Linked DNA regions of Mus musculus: regions 1, 2, 4, 5 and 6 are each linked to region 3. Evidence: chromatin contacts called from public HiChIP or PLAC-seq and promoter capture Hi-C data. All regions are on one chromosome and are shown on one strand. The core of a region is the stretch at or near the end of the contact, and the rest is flanking DNA. Distances in the headings are between cores, read along the strand shown. Region 1 holds the start of Rpn1 (ribophorin I). Region 2 holds the start of Isy1 (ISY1 splicing factor homolog). Region 3 holds the start of Mgll (monoglyceride lipase). Region 4 has its middle 20 kb from the start of Mir6376. Region 5 holds the start of Efcc1 (EF hand and coiled-coil domain containing 1). Region 6 holds the start of Gata2 (GATA binding protein 2).

Region 1 (3,673 bases), core at 203-2,702, 640 kb after region 3:
ACTGGAGTTACCGATGGCTGTGGAATTGAACTTGGATGCTCTGAGCCATGTAGAGGGACCCAACTTGTATGCAATTCCCACCAGGACAGCAGCAGGGTGGTAAGCCTCTGCTGTGATCTGATTATACTATGACTTCATTAAGTCATGACTGATTTTCACAAAACAGGACTGAGCATCCAATGAAGTCATGAATGTCTTTCCAGAAATATTTGAGGAAAGCCATGCTGAGCATGAACAAGGCTTCAATGTAAAGGGGACAGGAGTCACTTCAGTGACTATTATAAGTCCAGCTTTATAGCTCCATACAGTTAAAAAGAATGTGGTGTGCTTAGTCTCCTAGTAAATTGGGTAATCACTTAATGAATATAGTTAATGAGAACAGTAATAAAAATTAACCTGTGTGGATATTCCCTCTATTCCCAAAGCCAGCGATTTCTTTCCTTGAAAGGTATAAAAGTGTATTCAATGAAAAGTACAGAAGGCTAAATGCTGAAGTGTTCCAATGAGAGACGGTGGGGAGGAACAGACCTGGGCTTCACCTTTCTGTACAGCATAAGGGGCTGACTCTTCAATTAGTCTGAACATTAAGAAAGCGTTAAGCAGCAGCTTTCAGAGGAGTGTTACATTAACCGGGTGCGAGGAATGACAAACTTTAATACCAGAAACCTGCTGTATTTCTGAACGCTGCTGTCTGGAGAGAACAGACTACACCAGTCAATTGCATTCAGGAAATAAATTGTCTTAACTCACTGATAGTCCTCCACTAGACGAGCAAGTCCAGGGGACAGAAAAGAAGCTGGGTACCCGAAGTACCGCACCCGGCCACAGCCAAGATCCTCTTGGGGTGCGGAAGGAGGTCGCCAGGGGACCAAGGGGTCGCCTTGGGCTCCAGAGCAGCCACGTGGGCGGTGCCCCACGCTCGGAAGCTTGTGCTGACGTGTCCGAGAGGACACGCGGACAAGAGAGACGGCGGACCCCAACCTCTCCGCTGTCCCCCTCCAACACCTGCCTTTCAGACAACCAGACACCTGGAGGATCCCTAACGCCCTCAACCTCCCCGCCCCTCCCCAGGGATCCCCGATCGCCTCAGGCATCCCGCGTGAGGTTCGCCGGCTCCTCCCTCCGCTCACCTGCACGCCTAGGTGCGCAAGCCGCGACTCCAGTTCTGGCTCCAGGGCCAGAACGAAAGAGCTGGCTCGTGATGTGGAGCCGCCGCCCGGGTGTACCAGGACCACCTCAGCCGTCACCTTGGCTAGGTGGCTGCTCAGGTCCACCGTGCGCTTCACGTCCTCGTTGACCAGCGGCGGAGCCTCCGAGGAGGCGCTGCCGGGCGTCGGGGCCAAGGCCCCGAGACATAGCAGCAGCAGCAACAGCAAGGCGACCGGCGACTCCATGACCGCGAGCTGAGCGCCACCGACACGCGCCCCGCCCCCCCGCCACGGCGCAACCGCTGATTGGCCAACAGCACCACAAGATGGCTGGGCCCGGTCAGAAAGGACCCCGTCTCCAGGGCAACCGGGCGATCGTGGGGCGCCTGATTGAAAATCTTAAAGTGCAGGCGTACTTCTTGGGGCGCTTAATAGCCGTATTCACCCCTGATTTCCTTATATCCTGTCTGTTTCCTTCATGCTTATGCAAAATAACTCTGGCCTCTCAGCTCAAAAACAGTATACTATAGCTTAGTCTAAGGAACTAACTTTGCCTTCTCTATAGTGATACGAATGCTAAGTGGGCAAAAGTTTAAAGGAAAATGGGAAATTTCCAGAAACTCAAGTCTCTCCTCTAATATTTAGTTCAACCATTAATGTGAGTGATGGCAGAAACCTTAAGCAACTAACCAAGGTTGATGATATTAACCTCAGATACCTGTTGACATTTATCACAGTTGTAGGAGTCCAAGGCGAAGTCACTGGCAGGACTAGCTGTCTGGTGAGGGCTGCTATTTACTACCAAGGTGGCACTTTGACATTGCATGCCTTCTAAGGAAGGCATTGCATATCGTCATATGACAGAAAGGCAGGAAAGGGTCTCTCTGAGGCAAGCCCTTTTACAAAGGCATCTTGCAGATGGATTCCTCTAGTGCTATCATCTCCCAAAGTCACACTGAAGAATTAATGACCAAAAACAATGAACTTCAAGTGAGCAGAGAAACTGTAGTCAGTGTACTGATACACCTGACAAGAAAGCCAGCTTAGTGACGAAAACATCCAATGGCATTTTTTGGGCCTTGAAACCATATATATATATATATATATATATATATATATATATACATATATACATATATATATGTATGTATATATGTATATATATATATATGAAAAAATCTACAGATAAAACTTTGCTCCCCTAAAGTTCCCTTTTTTCAACCCTATAAAATCTCCAAGCCCCCTGCACAATGGTTGTGTACAGTCTCCACTCCCCAAATGAGAATGCGTCCCAATGTTGTTGCTTGAAGGATGTAATTCGAAGGTAAATTTTGGGAGGAGATGGAAATATTCAAACATTGATACCAGCCAATGAGAAGAGAGAATGGAGGGCTGGCCATGCTCCTCCCTACAAAGCAGAAGTCAGGAAATTAGCACCTGCAGGCCAACAATCTATCTGTGTCTATAAAGTTTTATTGGAACATAGCTACGTTCATTTGTCCGTAGCTTATGATTGCTTTCACAGTACAACAGTAACAGTAGTGTAGTTGCAAACCAGACTATATGGCCCAGAAAACAAAACTACTTACTGTTTGCACGCGAGTACATACATTATGTATGCAGAGACAGCTTAGTGGTTAGGAGGATTTGCTGCTCTCTCAAAGGACTTGAATTCTTCCGGTTCCCAGGCTCACAACTGCCTGTCAGGCAAGGATCTGATGCCCTCTAACCTCCACAAACATCCATACACAGATGTTCTTCCTTCTGTTCCTCTCTGTCTCTGTCTTTATCTGTCTCTCTGTATCTCTTTCTCTCTCACATACACACACATAAATATAAATTTAAAAATAAATCTTTTTTTAATGCTATCTGGTTGTAGTAGTGGTACATGCCTGTAATGCTTCAGTATTTAGGAGGCTAAGGAAAGAATAAAGAATAAAGAACATAAAATACTTTGCCTTAATGTAACAACAACAATAGAAAGTCTGACCACACTATTAACACATTCACCAGGGCAAAGCTCTGCAGAGGATAGCAGGGGCAATATAGTAGCCATTTAAAATAACACTCCAACATCAGAGACAATTTTTCTTCAACTCTTCCAAAATTAAAAATTATAGAGTTAGGTGACTGGAAAGGAGGCTTAGCAGTTAAGTCCTCTCTTGGATACTCTAGTAGAGGACCAGGGTTCAATTCCCAGGACCTGCATGGCTTCTCACAACACTAAGTCTGGTTCCAGTGGATCTAAAACTGCCTTCTGTACTCCACTCACACTTCAAGGATGTGGTGCATGGACACTTATGCAGGCAGAACACTCAGACACATAAAATAAATAGATGTTTAAAAATAACAAAGTCATTATTGAGAGTGTTAAGAGGGTAACTAGGGAGATAGCTCAGCCAGTAAAATTCTTGCCACTTAAGCACGAAAATCTGAGTTTGATCCCCAGAACTCATGGAAAAAAAAAAAAAGCCAAGGACAGTGATGCAGCCTTGCAATCCCAGCACTGGGGAGGTAGACACGGG
Region 2 (3,493 bases), core at 643-3,142, 890 kb after region 3:
ATGGAGAGGGCTGGGGTTTGTTTTTAATGTGCTAGGCATTTAACCTAGTGTTCTTTCATTTCATGGGAAGTAGAGGAATGCTCATCTCTGACTTCATTTCCATTGGCTCCCCCTCCCCCCAGCCAGAAAAGGTCAGAACTCCACAAATCTCTGAATGTGAAATATCAGTGCTTTAGCAATGCAGAAATTAAGAGTTAAGGCAAAAATTCTTGGGGCTCCTGACCCAAAGCACCACCGACAATCATTTGGTTACATCCCCACAACCTATTTGGAAGAAGTGGGGGACACAGAATCTAGTTGGGTGACCGGCTGCCCACTTACATATATGTTCTAAAGTATCTGTCAGAACCTGTTTGATCCTGAACTACTAGTTCACGCCTCTGCTGAGATCTTGGAAAGCCGATATAGTGAGCTGACCATGGCTGAGATGTACAGCCAAAAACGTCTGCCAAATGCATACCAAAACAAATATTCTGGTTCCTGTCACCTACATCTGACTGCAAATGTCACTGGTTTTTAGCTCAATAAATGCCGTATACCTGAGCTTTGATGCAGTGTGCTTTGGGACAAGAGCCTGCCCACTAGTTGCCAACTAATAAGGGACTCTAATTTGGTCTTATATGCACGGTGGTAACATTCTTGCATGGACTATGACAGGGTACTCTCCTTAGTGTTGACTCAGTGGGAGAGCCCACCACCATTTCCAGAATCCATCTCTGCTAAGTGACTCACGTAGTCTCTAACTTCCCACTTGCTCCAGGTAGCTTTTTCTTCTCTGGACCTTACTCCGTATTTCATTTTCTTCTCATTACGTTTTTGTTTTTCGAGTCGTTTCGTGTGGCTATCCTGGAACTTAACTTTGTAGACTAGCTTCAAACTTCAAAGATATGCCTGCCTTCTGAGTCTTGGGATCCAAGCTGCCTTTTTCTTTAGTTTTTGAGGCAAGTTCTCACTATGCACCCCCGGCTCGCCTGGATTTCCTCTCTATGAAGACCAGGGTGTCCACCAGTTCACAGAAACTGGCCTCTTTTGCCATCAAAATGCTGGGATTGAAGGCATTAGCCAACAAGCCTGGCCTTATCTCTGTATTTTATTTTAATTAATTAATTAATTTGTTTTTTCGAGACAGGGTTTCTCTGTGTAGCCCTGGCTGTCCTGGAACTCACTTTGTAGACCAGGCTGGCCTCGAACTCAGAAATCCGCCTGCCACTGCCTCCTGAGTGCTAGGATTAAAGGCGTTCGCCACCACCGCATCTCTGTATTTTAAAAGATGTGGTCTCTGCCTTCTGGGAATGTGTGGAGAGAGAGCTGATTCCTTGGCTTAAATGTTTCTTTCACGATCACATCTGTCAGTTTCATGGAAACAGCCACCTTTAATAAAGAATAATGATAATTATACACGTTTCTTAAAAGGAGGACGATCATAGTCTCAGTCACTGTTCAGCTCCAGGTAAATGGCAGGCAGCGGTGAAGAAGCCTCCCAGGAAGACAGGTTCGCCCCAATGGCTATGGTTTGCCCCAGTGCCTGCGCCTGGCGGGTCCAGGCAGGTGACAGAACTCCACGCAGGGTCCCTAGGGGCTATGAACACTCAGTGCATTCAGAGAGGTGCAGTCATTTTCAAAAAGGTCATCTGCTGTCATAGAAGACTCAGGAAGGGCAGAGGCAGGCGAATCTTTGACCGCAGTTACCAGCAGAACGAAACCAAACGACAAATGACGCACACATTCCTGCCGCGCAAGCGTAGTCTTGCTGACTTAGGCGCGGGATGACGCACTGGACACGCGTCGGCGGGAAGCCGCCTACCGAAGCTCCACTGCAATTCTCTCCCCTCCCTCGTCCTCCCTCCCTCGCTTCCGGTCCTTAATTTCCGGTCCTTTCCATTTAGTCTTCCGACAAAAAGACCAGACTGTCCGCTGTTTTCCGTTCCCGCGTCTGCCTGCCTTGTTCCGGGCGCCTGAGCACGTTGCGTTGCAGAGCGGCGCCAGGGCGCCCTCGCCGGCACCATGGTGAGTGCGTTGGGGAAGGGATGGGGCTCACGGGGGACCCGAGGTCTGGGCCAGTGTGCGGCCTCGGGCTCCCTGGCCTATGCCGGGATTCTTTTCCCACCTGGCGTAGCTGTAAGAAATGGCAAGAAAACTGAGTTTGGGAGCTGTATTGCGTCTTGGTGGTTCAGTCTGGGTGAAGCACATTATGCGTAGAGACTGAACGGCCCGGGCGTTCTCAGGTTCCACGGATAGGACCTTTTAAAGGGCAGGGTCTCCACGCCTTTGCTTGCCTGAAACCGAGGACAGAATCTGACATTCTCTAGACGTGTGTGACATAACCGTGAGTGAATGAATAGGATGGGCTGATCTGTTGAGAGGTTGTGATTCTCGGTTTCATTCACTCAAGAAGCGTTTAATATGGAAGTATGAGATCAGACACAGTGTTGGTTCAAAGAGGCGCAGTTACTGTAGTAATTTCAAAGTAAAGTGTCCGTGGACCTCGAGAGATGGCCCAGTGATCAAAAACCACTTCACTTTGGTTCCCAGCACCCACATGGTTGCTTACAATCATCCAAAACTCTAGTTTTAGGGGATCCAACACCCACTTGTTAAGTGACACTAGACACTCATGTGGTGCACTTACATGCATACATGCAAAGCACTCATACACATACAAAAAATATTAAAAAATTAAAGGTAAAAATCCCCTTAAAAGTATACGGAGTGGCTTTCATACTTCTGAGATTTATTGATGTCTTTGAAATCTGTATAGTCTTATCTACAAAACCAGCCCATTTTGGTAGATATTTATCTATATGCATATACCAAATTATGTTTAAGGATCAGGTGTAAGTATATGCATAACCACGTGCAAAATATGGACACATTCAAATATATAGGCCTTCTTGTCAGTCTGTGCTTTATAATACTAAGTAGAAAAAAAACATTAATACACTTTGGGCGGGGTGGTATTTACACATACATAGGGGCAAACAGATACATACTCCTGTTAAATAAAACAGATGCATAAACATTTAAGGAAGCCATGGAATGCTTACAGAGGATGTTTTGGACACTACAGACTGTTGAGAACAGAAACCTAAAAAGGAGAGGAAACAGTGGTCTTGAACAGCTACTTCTGAAGGAGGGTGTGTCCTGTATTGATGTCATGTTCATATATCCACCTTCCACTGGCCAGGTTCCTTTCAGAGTTGATTGGAAGGGGCAATCTGAAGGGCAAGTTAAATTAAACTCATCTTGCTGACTCTCTAGACTGTGTGTCTGTTTCTGCTTGACTTCATGCGTTTATCTGAGTAAGTCATCATAACGTTGCAAGATAAAAGCTACAATATGTGCTGTGAAGGGAAACTTAGATTTTGGTGAGACCACGTCTCAGTGATGGTGAGAGGAAGAGCTAGGAGCAAAATCTCTAGTTCCAAATTCAGCAGGTGCGCTTTCTGTGTAGTTCACAATCCAACTGAAAAAAACTGTTCTCTTCCTGATCCTG
Region 3 (3,651 bases), core at 908-3,407:
ACCAGGACCCCTTGGGAGACAAGAGGCCCATGGAGCAGGTAAGCTTTCCCCAAAACAAGGAACAGGAAACAGTGACTAGTCACCAGGCCAAGGTTGCTACAGCTACTCTCTTCCCTGATTATCACAAACAAGCCGGGCTTTTCCTGCTTCACCCAAGAGGAACAGGGTGGTGGGGAGCAGCTGCGGGGCTGGGCACAGCCCCAGTCTGTCTCCAGCAGCAAGGCAGATCCTGGATAGGAAAGTCACTGAGCTGGCGAGAAACCAGAAGGAGACCCCAGGCCCCTCTCCTCCCAGCTAGCTGGGTGTCATCTCTGAAGCTCAGAACTAAGCAGGAGCACACAGCAGAGGTTAAAAAGACAGATACGCGCACATATAATTTTAGTTTTCTTATGCATTCGCTGGCTTTTTTTTTTTTTTAAATTGTTGGGTTTGCTTTTAAATAAATGCTTGCAACAGGGAATCAATTCTGGTACAAAAAAAAAAGTCATATGAATCTTTGAAAACTGCCAGACAGTGGACTCCTATCCTAGTTGTAGTGAAAAGAGAACTCTTGAGCCGTCATTTTAAAGAAAAGCATAAAGTATAGCTCACAACTTTGCTAACACCGCTGTGCCAGGGGTGTCAGTGACATGAGAGGCAGGTCACGGAAAGGGTGGCCCTCATGATGACGGAGGAGGAGGAGGAGCAGGTGCGATGAAGGAGGACGAAGAGGAGAGGACTTACTTGGGTGTGCCACTGGGCTTCCAGTATCTACAAAAGAGGTACTGTCCGTCTGCATTGACCAGGTGAGGCAGGTCCTGGTAGGGAACATTCTGTGGAGTTCGCCTGGGTGAACTTGCCTCAGGCATCCTGCAGGGGTCTTTAGGCCCTTGGAAGAAAGGTGGACATATTCTAAAGTCAGAAATACACTTATGTCCATATGGGAGGAAAGAAAGCCTTTTTTGAGTCAGGACTGTGGCTGTGGCTTCTTTTCTAGGCAATTAAACAAAAAACAAAAAACAAAAAACAAAACAAACAAACAAAAAAAACCCCACCAAACCCCAATTTGATATATATATTTTAAAATTACATACATCTCTTGCAAACCCCTTCAAGATTGAAAAGTCCTGTTTGTCCTTAAGAAAATGCTCACTTTATTTTTTTAAAGTGCCTCAGTATAGCCCCCCTCCCATCTGTGTTTATTTTAAATCATCTCAGGAAACTTCATCTTAAAGACTATTTTAGCTGTAATCAAGCGGAAATTACAGTCAGTTCCGTGGGTACAAAGCCCCAGCTGCAAGGACCCATCTCTCCTAAAATCTCCACTGTGCGGGTTTCAGGGGGCATAATAAGTAGGTGACGCGCCCCAAGCGATTTTTCCCTTCTGAATGCCAAAGATGCCATGACAAACCTGTTTCCATTAGTCTTGGCTTTTGCATTCCACTACCGCCACAGCCTCGAGTATCAGCGCCAGGCAAACGAGGGCTGTTCCCTCATCGCGGCCGCAGGGCAGCACCACGGGGTCCGCGCCCTCCCCGCCTGGGCTGCAGGGGTGCGAGTTGCTCCCTCCTGCTGCTCCAGCTCTAGCTCATGTCGCCACTTTTCCAGAACACACCCCTGAAGGGGTTCCGGGAGCGAGGGACAGCCGGTCCCCAGCCCGGAGCTGCTGCGAGACGCGCTCCGCGGCACCGCGCATTCGCGCAGATGCGGGTCCCCGAGCAAAGTCACCCCGATTCTCCGACAAACTTTGCCTCTTGCCCGCCCGCGACCGCTTAGGGAAGGAAACCTCGCGGCTGTCATCGGCACGCCACACAGGACGTGGACCTGGCCGTTGTTCCCACACCGGTCTGGGAAGATGCAGTTGACGGGCACAAGTCTGTTTGGGGGTTGGTGCGAGGGCGCGAGGGGCGCGTTCACGCGCACACGCTGACACGCGCGCACACTCGTGCGCACGCACACGCGCGCAGGGGACCCCTGGCGGCGGCTCCTATCCTGAGGCAGGGGCGGGAGGCAGTTACCCGGGCCACGAGCGCCGCTGTCACGTTCCCCGAGCACCACGCGGGTCCGGGTCTGCGGCGGGCTAGAGCCAGACTACTGCGCGCGGCCGGCTGCGCAGCGATAGGGCGCGGCGTCTGCGCCGCCACTTTATCCCCAGCCGCTCGGCGGCGGGGGCGGCCCGCTGGGTGGGGACGCGCGGGGAGGCGGCGCCGGGGCCCCACGTGTGCCCGGCCCCCGGGGAGGAGCGGGGCATCGCCCGCCGACCTGCCTCGCGCTTTTCCTGGCCGCGTGGGGGACCTTCACGGGGCACTGAACCGAATTATGGGGCCCTTCCAGCCCATGCGCACAGTCGAGAACACAGACCCTCACACTGGTCCCCGGAGCAGAAACACGCTCACTAGAACTGCATGCACATGTTTACAGTTGCACACGTGCGAGACCCACATTCAGATAGCACAGGTGTAGGCACACCCACAAGGACACATCCTCAGGACCCTTCCCCAGATACAAACTACACACAGAGGTACAAGTGAATGTCACAGTTACTACATGAATACAAACACACAGCATGGACGCACACGCCCTAGACACCATGCACACAGATAAAAACAACACACCACACACACAGTGAGTGTCAGCGCAGAAACCACAGCTCTCATCTTACAGGGGAAAAGATTATTCTGGAGCCATTTTGAATGACCATGAGCTGGAAACACAGATTTAAGTTACCCCTAATTCCATGTTCCTATGTGAAAGCAGTTTCGGGAAGTTTTTTGGGTTTTTTTGGTTTTTGTTTTGTTTTGTTTTGTTTTTAAAATAGTTTTACAGAACAGATAAAGCCGTATATCAAGGCAAGTTTAAAATACATTGGTGGGTACAACAGAGAGTCAGGTAACAGTGAAATGGGAAAGTGTTCCTATAGGCTCAAAATGCTATCTGATAGCATTGCTAACTTTTGGATTTGTAGAAGCTAACTATCGTGTTAAATCAATAGTTAAACAGTGTTCATCTATTGCCTCAAGAAGTTAGTTCTAACAAAGAGGGGCAAGAAAGAAATGGCTGTTCCTGAGGGCCCGAACTTAGCCCAAAATAAAGTAATTTGCCTCTGGACCTGGAACATTCCAACCTCTCCATAGTACTGAAACTTTAATCAGCCAGCTAATCTCAGCAGACACAGCTTCCCTTTAGTTTTCCGCCTCAGCAGCAGAAGTAGCTCCTTTCCCCATGTTTTTGTTCACAACAGAGAAAAACAACACACCATATACACCCAGAGAGCTAAAGATGCGTGACATTCACGCACAAGCGCTTAGAGCTCTGAGAAGGAAGCAGACATACTGCAAGCAAACACACACACACACACACACACACACACTGCATGAAACCATTTCCCCTAGGTGCCCCAGGATCCAGGTCCCACTAGCACAGCTGCCTATGTGGCTGTGGAGTCTGGAATCCAGCACTAAATTTACAGCCTGTCCACTGTGTCCTATGCCTGCCACCTGTGAGTGACAGCTGCAGAGGAAGGATGACCCCAACCCACACCCATCTCCTCAGGCTTTCCAGGGCTTTCTTCTTGGCCAACCACTTTGCAAAATAGCAGGGTTGAATAGTATCATTGTCAGGGCAGCACAGTGGTAGTGTCCACCTAAGGTGAGGCTGCAATCTAACTTGACT
Region 4 (3,504 bases), core at 964-3,463, 600 kb after region 3:
ACTAAGGCAGACTCGTGAAGGAATATTTCGCTGAAGCAGACATAGGAGAAAGGATGTTCTGCTAAAGCAAGCACGTGAAAGGGCATGTGATGAAGGATTCTTTGCTAAACACACACACATGCCACTTTTGCAGACTCGGGCTGACTAGCAGAGTGATGTCAGTTGAGACAGATGCACATGCTGAGGACACGTGAAGGACACATGATGTTTGGAGGATATAAACAGGACTCGACGAACAGAGACTGAGGCTGAGCTGGGCTTGCTCACACAGCTAGCTGTGCAATGCTTGTGGGGTTCACATCTTCACTGATCTTCGCTTCCCTGAGAGAGGGACAGCAGAGAACTTCTCCTGGCATTCCTCCTGCTCCCTTTTGCTGACTCAAGTCAGCTGAGGCCTGGTGTCTCTGCTAGGTAGGGCCACCACTGCTGATTTGTGTTTGCTATCCCGTCTCTACCAAGCTGAACTGCTGGTATATCCGTGCAGTGTTTGCAAGTGGACCAAGCTGCCACTGCTGACCTGTGAACCGAACTGCCGATTTCCGGACAACACAGACAGGAGTTGCTCCAAAGAACCTTACTAAACAGGTTCATTTCCCACGTATCCTTTCTTTCCCACTACCTTTGGTGGATGGTGGGCTACAAGGGAGGTTAAAGCATTTAAGAACCATAATTCAAAATAAGGCTTGAAATAATTAAAGTTACACACTATCCACAAGCAACCCGAGTTCCCTAGTGCAGCAGACCCTAGCTGTGCTGTGGTCAGTAGGAGTCGTGGAAAGCAGACCTAACCATGTCCGTCTCAGAGGGGGGGACATTTTGGAACCTCTCCAATTGTTCCAGGTTACAAGCATAGTGGCAGAGCAGGGCAGGGCGCACTTGGGGCATCAGAAGCCGGTGCATAATTTTTCCTCGGTTTCCATAACAAGAAACTGTAAGGCTGTCTCCCATCTACTTGATGGCTGCCCTGGCTTTTCCATGTCACTTCTCTTCTGGCAAACAAAGATGGCTGTTGCTACATTCTCTGCAGTGCCTCACGTGCTCAGGACAGTTCAGAGTAGGTGTGGACGAATGAATGTGGAAAGAATTTACCTTCGGGCTCTCAGGATGGCTGTGTAGCTTCAAGGGGCTGCTGGGCAGCCTTGTGCATGGGGAGCAGGGCATGCTGGGAAGCAGGTGGAGCATAAGGTGGGGGTGGGGAAGCCATGGCTTCCCTCTAGCACTGTGAGGTCCCAGGGAGGGAGAGTTAGGGGATCGGTCTGAGATGACTCATGAGAGATATAGCTTTACTTTCAGAAGGACTTGGGTTTGGATTCTCTCTTGCCCTTGAGTTCCTGTCAAAGTCACTGCACATACTTCTGGGGGCAGTGTGATGCTAGGAGCGGAAGCCAAGGTCTCACCCGTGCGTGCTTCGTGAGCTAACCTATGAGGCTATTACACTTTCTAGGCAGCACCACTGATCTGGATGCAGTTTGTCTTGGTCTCCACTGTTTAGCCTGTTAGAAGGCTCTCTGTCTCTTAGAGGGAAGGGCTGGGACTGATCTCAGAGCTTTCTAAGTCCCTTTGCCAAACAGGGGTTCCTGGTCCCCAAAAGGGGCTGTGGTTCTGCTTACTGGCCCTGCAGACTCTCAGAGCCAGCGAACAGAAGGAAGTGGAGTCAGGTAAAAGTCTCTTTGTAGAACCACACCCCTGACTACTGATCAGGGGCCTGAGGCTGGCCTGGACAGGGAACGCCAGGTCTGCAGCAGAGTCTTTTTCCTGAGCAGTGGCTGCCCCCATGAGGGCGAAGGTAGAAGCTGTGTGCAGAAAAGCTGATGGGAGAGGCGGTGCCATCAACTGAGCAAGAAAGGGGCGGTTTCTGGGCGGCAAGGAAGCCTGGAGTTCTAAGACCCATCAGGATGTGTGGCCCAGGGATTCCCGGGGAGATGAAGTAGGCGTAGCCAGGCTGCCTGTTTGAGGGTGGTCTATGGGGAATGTGGGAGGAGGCAGGGTCAGGACCCTCCAGAGAAACTCGGTGTAGGGAACGACCACCCAGGAATGGCAGAAATCAGGAAGACACTTGCAGACAGCAGGCTGCCAAGAAACATAAGCCTTGCAGGCTGTTGTCCCCAGGAAAAGGTAACCCTGCTCAGAACTTTTGACCTGTTCCCTGGAACAGGGACCTGAGCCGGGGCCCCAGGGTAGACAGCAGCACTACATGATGCTGCCACTAGGGGTCCTTCTTGAGCTGCTCCTGCTCCCAGCTGCCCATCCTGCACACGTGAAACTGTGCTTCTCCCAGCCTGAGCATGGAAAAGCTAGTGGCCAAAGTTGGGTCGCCCATCCTGCACAACGTGCTTCTCCCAGCTTGAGCCTGGAAAGGCTAGAGGCCAATGTTGGGTCGCCTGTGATCACCTCGCCACACTCTGGGAAACCATGAGCTTTAAAAATTCACAGTCCAGTCCCCTGGCCCATCTAAGTAGCAGGGTTGCCACTGAAACGTCTGTTCATGCCCTGACCTGACATGACCATAAGACTGACAGCACTTGATTCCCCTTTTCAAAAGCCACCACAGAGCTAAACAGACAACTGCGTAGGAGCACAGCGGTTTCTCTGATGTGACATCAATTTCACAAACATCACGCAATTGTCTAAGCAGAACTGTGGCTCTCTCTGTACTGTCCCCAGACCAAGAGAAGCTGTAAGATTGCAAATCAAAGACCTTTATCATGGGGCTGGGGTATATGTAACCAGAGCTCAGAAGTTTAAGGCCCTGGCATCGTGGCAAGGTCCCTAACTCCCCCCCCCCCAAAAAAAAGGTATTCAAAGTGACAATGAACTGGACACCCCCAACTTCAATTGAGCATCATAACTTAGTGGTACAGCACGCCACAGTGAACCACTCCTGATCAAAGGGCCAATGGACGTCATTCACTTTCCACTGTACAACATGGAGAGCAAAATCGAGGACCACTGCTCGTTCAGGAGAAAAACCCAAATTCATAACTCAAAGCATTTAATTTTTTTACTGGATGCATGTCATTTTAACATCCTAAGACAAACTATTGAAAGTCAGGGACAGCCTGAAATGACATCCTAGTCAGCAGTGGGCACATTAGCCTGCTTGGCGACAGCCATGTCAACTCCCCTGGCTGTTGGAAAACTTTTAGCTATTCAACACTGAAGAGCCAGTTAAATGTGGTTGTGGGAAGGCAGGAGCAGGGGCCACGAGTCCAGCTGCTATCTTCTCTGTGGTGGAAATCCTGCATTGATAACAGAATGGCTTAGAGCTAAGCATAATGTACACACAGACAGACAGACACACATAAATACTTGTGTGTGTGTGTGCACACGCGTGCACGTGTGTAAGTAGGTAATACTCTCACTGTGTGTGTGTGTGTGTCTGTGTGTGTAAGTAGGTAGGTAAGTAGGTAGGTGGGTAGATAGATACAGATAAAACTAGGGCATACTAAATGATATCTTCTGTGACATCATCCTATAGTTTCCAAAAATACCACTATTGGGGAC
Region 5 (3,507 bases), core at 851-3,350, 990 kb after region 3:
CCCCCCCAGTTGCTGCCCCGCTCACCGCTCACCTGTAACCTCTAAGCTCTGCCTCCAGTCGCTGCACCTGGCGCTGCAAGCAGGGGACACGCCGCGCCAGCGCCTCCAGCTCCCGCACTCGGTGCAAGCTGCGTCGCACCGCCTGCCGAGCCTCCTCGGTGCGCAGCCGCACCTCCACCTGTCCGCGCTGCAGCCGCCGGGCGCGCGCCTCCGCCTCTGCCAGCGCGCCCTGCGCTCGCTGCAGCTCGTGCGCCGCCGCTTCTGGGATGTCCGACTGGCTTTTCCAGAGGCCGACCTGTCCGCGGGAAGCCACAGTGAGTGACCACTGCAGAAGTCTACGGGGTCATCCCCTTACAACCACAAAGCTAGCTCACTGAGCAACTGGCACAAGCGGCTAAAGCAAGTGTATGCAATACCCCTCACCCCCACCCCCCACGAGGGAAGTTGGGACAGGAAGTCCACCCTCTGTTTTTCTGCATGGTGACAGTAATCCCCCAAAGTCGTGCCTTCTAGGCTTAATTCCTGCATCCAGTGTACGCTGCTCCTAATTCACTGGACTCAAGGCACAGATTAAAGAGCAGACTGAAATTTCCGCCCTTTCTGAGATCTGTGCTCTGGACTGTCCTTGGAAACGGGGTTGATCTGTTTTGTTTTCTGCAGTGTTCCAAAGCATAAAGGAAGCTGGGACAATGTGCCCAGTAGGCACTTGAGCGTGAAAGACGGAGAGACCCTTTTAAATGAGAGACCTAGTCTCAGGCAACACACACACACACGCGCGCGCACACACACACACACACACACACACACTACTCTACGCACTCCCAGGGTTCCTTCTGCCCCATCTTACACTCTCCTGGCAGACATATGAACCACGAAGGCCACTTTGACACCTAGTTGTACTCTGCAGCAACTAGGAGACAGGAGACACCAATGTAACGCAGGTCCTCTTCCTATACGCCTATAAGGGCCCCTTTTCTCCCTTAGCTGGTCACCTGAGCTACACTGAACACCGAGGGCTCAAGTGTTCGTTGACTGATCCCAGAGACCAGCTCACTCAATGGCTCCACCTCAATAGCTCAGAGTGAGCCTGGCCCTCATTGCTGGCCATCATTGTCTTTCTCACCTGGGCTAGAGGCCTGGCTGTGAGGGATTCAACAAGTTTCGCTGACTTGGGGAAGGGCAGTCAGTCCTTTGTTTTCCTTAAACCTCCCGAAGAAGGATGTGTGCTGACCCATCACTACTTGGCTACTTAAACAGGTTCCTTCTAGGATTAGAAGGGACTTGGGTAGGAAGTTGGGATCTTAAGGAATGATACATTGGGGTGGAAGTTGGAATGAAGGGGGTGGAATGGGGAACGGAGAGAACCAGCTGAGGAGGGGCTGGGCCGCGGTGGGGCGTCTCTGTCTCCACCCGAGGCATCCCTCGCACCTGAAGGGCCAGGCAACGCGCGTCACTGCTCTGCAGCGCAGCCCGTAGGTCCTCCACCAGCTCGCGTAGGCTACTGTTTTCCTCCTCTAGATGTGCCACCCGCTCGCCATAGGCGCCACCGTGCAGGCTCGGTGAGCCAGGCCGGCGGCGGCGGCGCGGGCGGCGGAGGCGGATCTGTGTCTCGATGTGCTCGCTAAGAGCTCCGCGGGGCAGCCGGGGCCCCGCTCGGCTACTGAAATAGCCGCAGAGGCGCGCGTGGAACTGGCGGAAGGTGAGCTCTGGAGGGTCGGCTCGCAGAGCCAGGCGCGCCTCTTCCCTGACGTCCGCGTCCCCGCCAGCGATCATCCCAGCAGCCGGGTTCGTGGAGGCCGCCTCCGCGGAGTTTGCGTCCTCCGTGGCCGTCTCCCCGTCAGCGTTCAGCCCCAGTACCGCGCAGAGCGCACGGAAGTCGGCGCGCGGTAGGCGGCCCGCTCCCCGGCAGTCCAAGTGGTGGAAAACCTCCTGCAGATACTGATCCAGACCGGTAGCCAGCACCACGATCTCATTCTCCACGCCGCGGTCCAGCCCGTAGTGGTGAGCCAAGGCACTCAGCAGCCACTGAGTGCGCCGCGCAGGTCGCCGGTATGGGTCACCCGCCGAGCTCTCCATGCCCAAACCCTGGCGGTTTCTCTCGGCAGATCGGCGCCTTCAGACAGCCGCCCGCGTCCGCGGAGGGAGGGGCTGGGCGGCCACGGTCAGGCCAGAGAGGCACGGGACCGTATCCAGGCAGCTGCGTGGACTGTGCAGGACGTCTGTGTTTGTCCCGATGGGAGGCGCTGGAGCTACGCGCTCTAGTAATGGCCTTGACCTGCACTCCCCATCGCTCCCCATCCCTATCCCCATCCCCATCACTGTAACCAGTTCCTGACTCAGTTCTTTTGCCCTCTCCAGGCCTTTCCGCTATTGTCACCAGAGGCTGGAGCGCCTGCGCCTGCTGTTGTGTTCTGCAATTCCCAGCCCTCGGCCGGCCGTTCTCTGCCTCTTCTCCAGACTGCTTCCTAAGCTCTCCCTCCCTCCTCGTAACTAGAACCGAGGAGGAAACAAACTTGGACGTGGATGAAGTTAGAGTTTTGGTGAGAGGAAAGTGGTTGTCTACCGCGGCCACCTTTGGGCTCCAGGTGGTTGCTTGGCCTGAGCTCCTTCCGCTGGCTGGGATGAGGTAAACAGTTGTTTGGCCACTATTTTCTTTGGTGCCCTAGAACTTGATTCTGGAAGATGCTGGGCAGACCTGCTTGCTCTTGAGAGCTAACTGGCTTTTCTTCTCTCTTTCACAGAAATGTAGTATTGACTCCGTCTGGCGCTTGCCATGGGAACCTTACCCAGCCATATTGGAGCGAAGAGCAAACTCAGCGGCCCTTGACTATTAGATAAGCAGATCTTGTTTTGTGTACAAATCCCAGTTGAAAAGCATTATCATTTTGTTTCCTCCATTATAGCACCCCCGACCAGCACTTTGTCCTTTGTTCCACACACTTCGGGAAGGAATCAGACATCCCAAGCATTTTGGATATACATGTGTACATATATATGTTAATTATAAAACCAATGGCAATTTAACGGAATAATGTACAATACCATACCTTGGCTTCTACCTTGGAAAACCACATGCACAGCATGTTCATTGACCACATTATTGATTATAATGGCTAGAAGCTGATATTCAGCAGGGGCCCAGGCAGGACAAATCGTGGAACAGGGATAAACGAGGAAACACGCTACAGCAGTTATTGTGACTGTTATGACTAATGAATGGTATGTGATAATAACAACACTGCACAGAACATTACTGGATGCTTTCTACAAGGATGCACATAAGGAATGGCAGCCACAGAACATCTGGTTGCTGTTTCTGGTGATGGTGAACCCTTTGCTATCGGTGCACTGGCTCTTTTGCTGAAATGGGAGATTGCACTGTAAGATGTACAGATCAACAGTTTTTAGTATGTTACAGTTATCTGACCACAACTACAGTCTAGTACTTCAATATTTCTACTCCCTCCATCCCCACCCTGCCCTCACCATGTGCACCCCAATACTGCT
Region 6 (3,425 bases), core at 706-3,205, 530 kb after region 3:
CCATCCTTGTCCTCACCCCGGGCTACACTACCCCCTGCAGAAGAAGAGGCCGGGGAAGCAGCTCCTGTTGTGCTGGGGTCTGGAGACACTTCTTTGGGTGGCGTGGGTGGGAAGCCGAAGAGATGGGAGCCCGAGTGGGCTGCAGTGGGGGTGAGGGAGGCCACGGAGCTCCCACTGCCTCCCCCGCTCCCACCCGCAGCCCCTGGGTAAACAGACAGAGGCCCTCCGGGTGCTCCAGCAGCTGAGGGGTGCAGCGGGGTCTTGGAGAACGGGCTGACGGTCCAGGGACTGTGGTGATGGGCAGCGGCGGCAGAGAGAGCTGCTTTGCCCCCGTCCAGCCACGGCAAGCCTGGGCTGTGCAACAAGTGTGGTCGGCACATCTGGCCTCCGGTGAGACGGGCTGTGCAGAGGGAAAGGGGGTGAGGATGACCAGGGGCTTCAGAGCCATGACCCGGGCACACAGGATCACAACTCAGCGAACTACCATCAGCAGCCCCACCCTTTAAAACATCAGAAACGTAACACCTCAGCCTGTAATCATCAGCAATGTCAGTGAAAGGCCGAAGGACAAGTGACACAGCAGCCCCACCGGACAGGGCCCAGAAGGATTCCCCCACCCCCACCCCCGCCAAGACACTTGGAAATGGACCGAAACCCTACAGGTCCCAGACCCTCCCTAAGAAGTCCCTGCCTCCATCTTCTTAGGCCCGATTTCGCAGCTGCTCAGATTCCTGTGGATCCCACATCCGGGAAGCAGCAACAGGCCGTCCCCCCTCCAAGGCCTGGCCCGGGCGCCAGGCTTCCAGAAACCTCGGGGGCCAAAGCTCACCATGCGCCGGGCTGTAGGAAACGCGCGCGCGCGCGTGGGCCGGGTTGGCGTAGTAAGGGTTGCCCTGCGAGTCGAGATGGTTGAAGAAGACATCCACCTCGTCGGGAGGCAGCAGCTGTGCTGGCTCCATGTAGTTATGCGCCAGGCCCGGATGGTGCGAGTCGGGGTGCTGCGCATTCAATACGGCGGGGTGCGCCATCCAGCGAGGCTGCTCAGGCGCCACCTCCATGGTCCACTACTGTGTCTTGGGAACCAGGCGAAGGTGGGGCGGCCCTGGATAACAGAGGGAATGTGAAGGACACTGCCGCCTTCTGACACCCCCATTCCCAAAGTCTGTGTCTTGAGAGCAAAGACGTTCCATCGGAGCTTCACTGAGGACCAGTCCCGGGTGGAAGGAAAGCGCAAGGTTTAAAACGAAAGGAAGGTGAAGGAAGGGGTTCAGCCTCATACACTTGCAGGGAAACTCGCGTTCCCACAGACGCAACTCCACATACACGAGGTCACACACACGGATAGGTCCTGACATCGGTGACCCCCCCAAAACGCACGCGGAACTGAAATCAGGTTCTCACACCGTGCCCCTGTCCTCTGGGCACACAAACACATAAACTCTGACTAAAAGTTAGAGACAGTTGCCTAGACATCCACTCTGGGGCACACGCTCTCCCACGCCCCCGTAACACTTTGACAATATATACACAAACTAACCCCCAACACCCCGGGCCACCCCAAAAAACGCACCCGCAGTTCCTGGGGCTGCGAGCCGGTCCCCAATGCACTCTCTAGCAGTCAGCCAACCTCTCCCCAAAGCATAAGAACGTAATCGCCCACAGGAGATCCTGGTCTGAGCTCCACAGAGATCCCTCCAACCTAGGAATGTCCACAAGCCCCCTGAACCTCAAACTTACACTCGCAGCGGCGCGGGAAGGGGAGGGCTCAGCAGTAGAGAGTAAGAGACACCAGGAGAGCCCGGGTACGGCGGGCCCAGCGACAGCGCGTTCCAGGGCCGGCGGATTCACGGGATAGGGGTGGGGGACAGCGCGCGTCTCGGCCTCCGGCCCGCCCGGCTCCGGCCCCTCTGCATCCTCCGGCCGCCCTGGCGCCAGCTGCCGACTCCTGCACAGACGTGAAGCGGGGGCCGCGCACGCCTATGAAGCCGGCGCCAGCCAATCAGCGCCGCGCGCCGCCCAGCCTCCGCCCCCCCATTGGCTGCTCCCGCCGCTTTGGCCGCTGGACTTCGGGAATGACCCGCAAGCTGGCCTCCTAGGCTGCCTGGCCCCCTACCAGCGCCCTCTCTGCGGCCTCTGATGCCAACGCCCCCCCCCCCCAGGGGACCTTCGCCGTGGGCAGACCCTGCACCCCTCCGGCAGACGCTCAGGTCTTCCAACCTCTGCCCTCCCAGCAACTAGGCACGAATAGGGTCCCTGACTTCCCAGGAGCCGAGACGTGCACCTTCTGGGTATCTCTCTGCTGGGACCACAGCTTTCTACTCTCGGGCGGAGCCCCACCTCCACTGCTACGGACGACGGCCAGCCCAAATCCAACTGACTCCCCAAACTCTCTGTCCTTCTATCAGGGATAGCTGTGCAAGAGGCTGGTAGGATCCGCTGGACAACATGAGTCTAGGGATTGTGGACTTCTCTAGGGCACCCGAACTTTGAGCACTAAGACACTTGAGGCTGTGCTAGACCAATAATGGTCGCGGTCAAGCCAGTGGCCCAGGGAGGGGGAAGGGCTCCGGGCGGGGCCTTAGTAGACCACCAGGCTGAACTGCCTGGGGCGAGGCCGTGGAGCGGGAAACTGGCGCCAGAGTCGGCTGAAGGGAGACTCCCGGGGTATTAACCATATATATTTTTTCTTTCTAAGGGTCCCCGAGACGGTCTTTAGGGAGAGGGAAGCAATGTTGTGAGCACTTTTTCCCCAAAGTCACCTGGAGTTTTTCTCCACAACACCTCCATTCTGGAGAGACAAGTGAGTTCAGTGGCGAGTATACAAACCTAGCTCCCTCCCTGGCTATAGATGGGAGACCTAAACTCCAAGAGTCCAGAAAGAAGCTTGTGAGTCCAAGACTTTTAGGGGAATCTAGACAGGTGCGATGGATTGGCCAAGCTTGGAGCCCTCCACATAGCTCCTCTATCTTTGCAGGGACCGAAACCCCTAAAGAATAATTCCAGAGGAGTCCCAGGTTGGTCCCGAGCTGGGGAAAGGCTGGGGTCCCCGCCGCCCCCAAGGATGGGGGAGGGGCGGCAGGATTGACAGTCCGTAATTGGGTAACTGGAGGCGGCTTCTCCGGCCCGGCGGCCCCGCCACCGCGACGCCGGGCCCCTGACGTCACCCGATTCGCCAGGAAATGAACTTTTTAATAATCCAAGGAGGGTGGAAAGCCCTCGGTCCCCTCGGCTCGGGGGGCGCCCAGCCAGGAGGGCTCAGCTTCTCGGGCGCGCCCCCGTCACCCCCTCCCAGGTCCTCTGCGGACAGCGCTGAGGGGGCGCGCGCACGGCAGGGCCTCCTCTGGCCTCTGCGGCTGGCGTCCATCTGTCTGTCCGAGGCCCTGGAACAGGTAAAGGCCTGGGGCCCGGGGTGCAGAACTCCACTG

The links. Promoter capture Hi-C pulls out the DNA fragments that hold promoters and counts their contacts. HiChIP or PLAC-seq counts read pairs in DNA pulled down with a chosen protein or histone mark.
Region 1: a contact with region 3 is called in a promoter capture Hi-C map of hippocampal neurons, with 4 times the contacts expected there. The contact joins the promoter of Rpn1 here to the promoter of Mgll in region 3.
Region 2: a contact with region 3 is called in a promoter capture Hi-C map of fetal liver, with 3 times the contacts expected there. The contact joins the promoter of Isy1 here to the promoter of Mgll in region 3. A contact is called at or near these places in 5 of 39 promoter capture datasets (erythroid cells, fetal liver, hippocampal neurons and 2 more).
Region 4: an H3K4me3 HiChIP or PLAC-seq map of embryonic stem cells shows a contact between it and region 3, with 4 times the contacts expected there. The contact joins the enhancer-like site here to the promoter of Mgll in region 3. A contact is called at or near these places in 5 of 39 promoter capture datasets (embryonic stem cells, hippocampal neurons and stem cell-derived epiblast-like cells) and 1 of 115 datasets of contacts at active chromatin or transcription factors (embryonic stem cells).
Region 5: a promoter capture Hi-C map of embryonic stem cells shows a contact between it and region 3. The contact joins the promoter of Efcc1 here to the promoter of Mgll in region 3. A contact is called at or near these places in 3 of 39 promoter capture datasets (embryonic stem cells, liver and stem cell-derived epiblast-like cells).
Region 6: a promoter capture Hi-C map of stem cell-derived epiblast-like cells shows a contact between it and region 3, with 2.3 times the contacts expected there. The contact joins the promoter of Gata2 here to the promoter of Mgll in region 3. A contact is called at or near these places in 4 of 39 promoter capture datasets (cranial neural crest, embryonic stem cells and stem cell-derived epiblast-like cells), 2 of 484 Hi-C or Micro-C datasets (both in embryonic stem cells) and 1 of 115 datasets of contacts at active chromatin or transcription factors (embryonic stem cells).

Annotation. Positions count from the first base shown.
Region 1 is chr6:88,082,252-88,085,924 of GRCm38.p6, reverse strand. It overlaps Rpn1 (ribophorin I), which reads right to left and starts at 1,452. Exons shown (of 10, transcript NM_133933.4): 1 at 1,131-1,452. The coding sequence starts at 1,394.
Region 2 is chr6:87,837,158-87,840,650 of GRCm38.p6, reverse strand. Isy1 (ISY1 splicing factor homolog) reads left to right here and starts at 1,892. Exons shown (of 11, transcript NM_133934.4): 1 at 1,892-2,007. The coding sequence starts at 2,005.
Region 3 is chr6:88,722,918-88,726,568 of GRCm38.p6, reverse strand. It overlaps Mgll (monoglyceride lipase), which reads right to left and starts at 2,157. Exons shown (of 8, transcript NM_011844.4): 1 at 1,998-2,157; 2 at 724-868. The coding sequence starts at 848. It overlaps Gm26588 (a long non-coding RNA gene), which reads left to right. Exons shown (of 5, transcript XR_377840.3): 2 at 1-38.
Region 4 is chr6:88,122,405-88,125,908 of GRCm38.p6, reverse strand. No RefSeq gene overlaps it. Among named protein-coding and RNA genes, the nearest start is that of Mir6376, 20 kb to the right of the region's middle. Within about 2 kb of position 2,213, at least 50 of the 459 cell types and tissues checked have an H3K27ac peak or open chromatin away from gene starts, as enhancers often do. A contact at or near this core is called in embryonic stem cells, where this site is marked.
Region 5 is chr6:87,729,462-87,732,968 of GRCm38.p6, reverse strand. Efcc1 (EF hand and coiled-coil domain containing 1) reads right to left here and starts at 2,100. Exons shown (of 8, transcript NM_001159697.1): 1 at 1,429-2,100; 2 at 33-295. The coding sequence starts at 2,076.
Region 6 is chr6:88,197,194-88,200,618 of GRCm38.p6, reverse strand. It overlaps Gata2 (GATA binding protein 2), which reads right to left and starts at 1,955. Exons shown (of 6, transcript NM_008090.5): 1 at 1,738-1,955; 2 at 830-1,102; 3 at 1-400. The coding sequence starts at 1,058. It overlaps Gm38708 (a long non-coding RNA gene), which reads left to right and starts at 3,236. Exons shown (of 4, transcript XR_001785312.2): 1 at 3,236-3,425.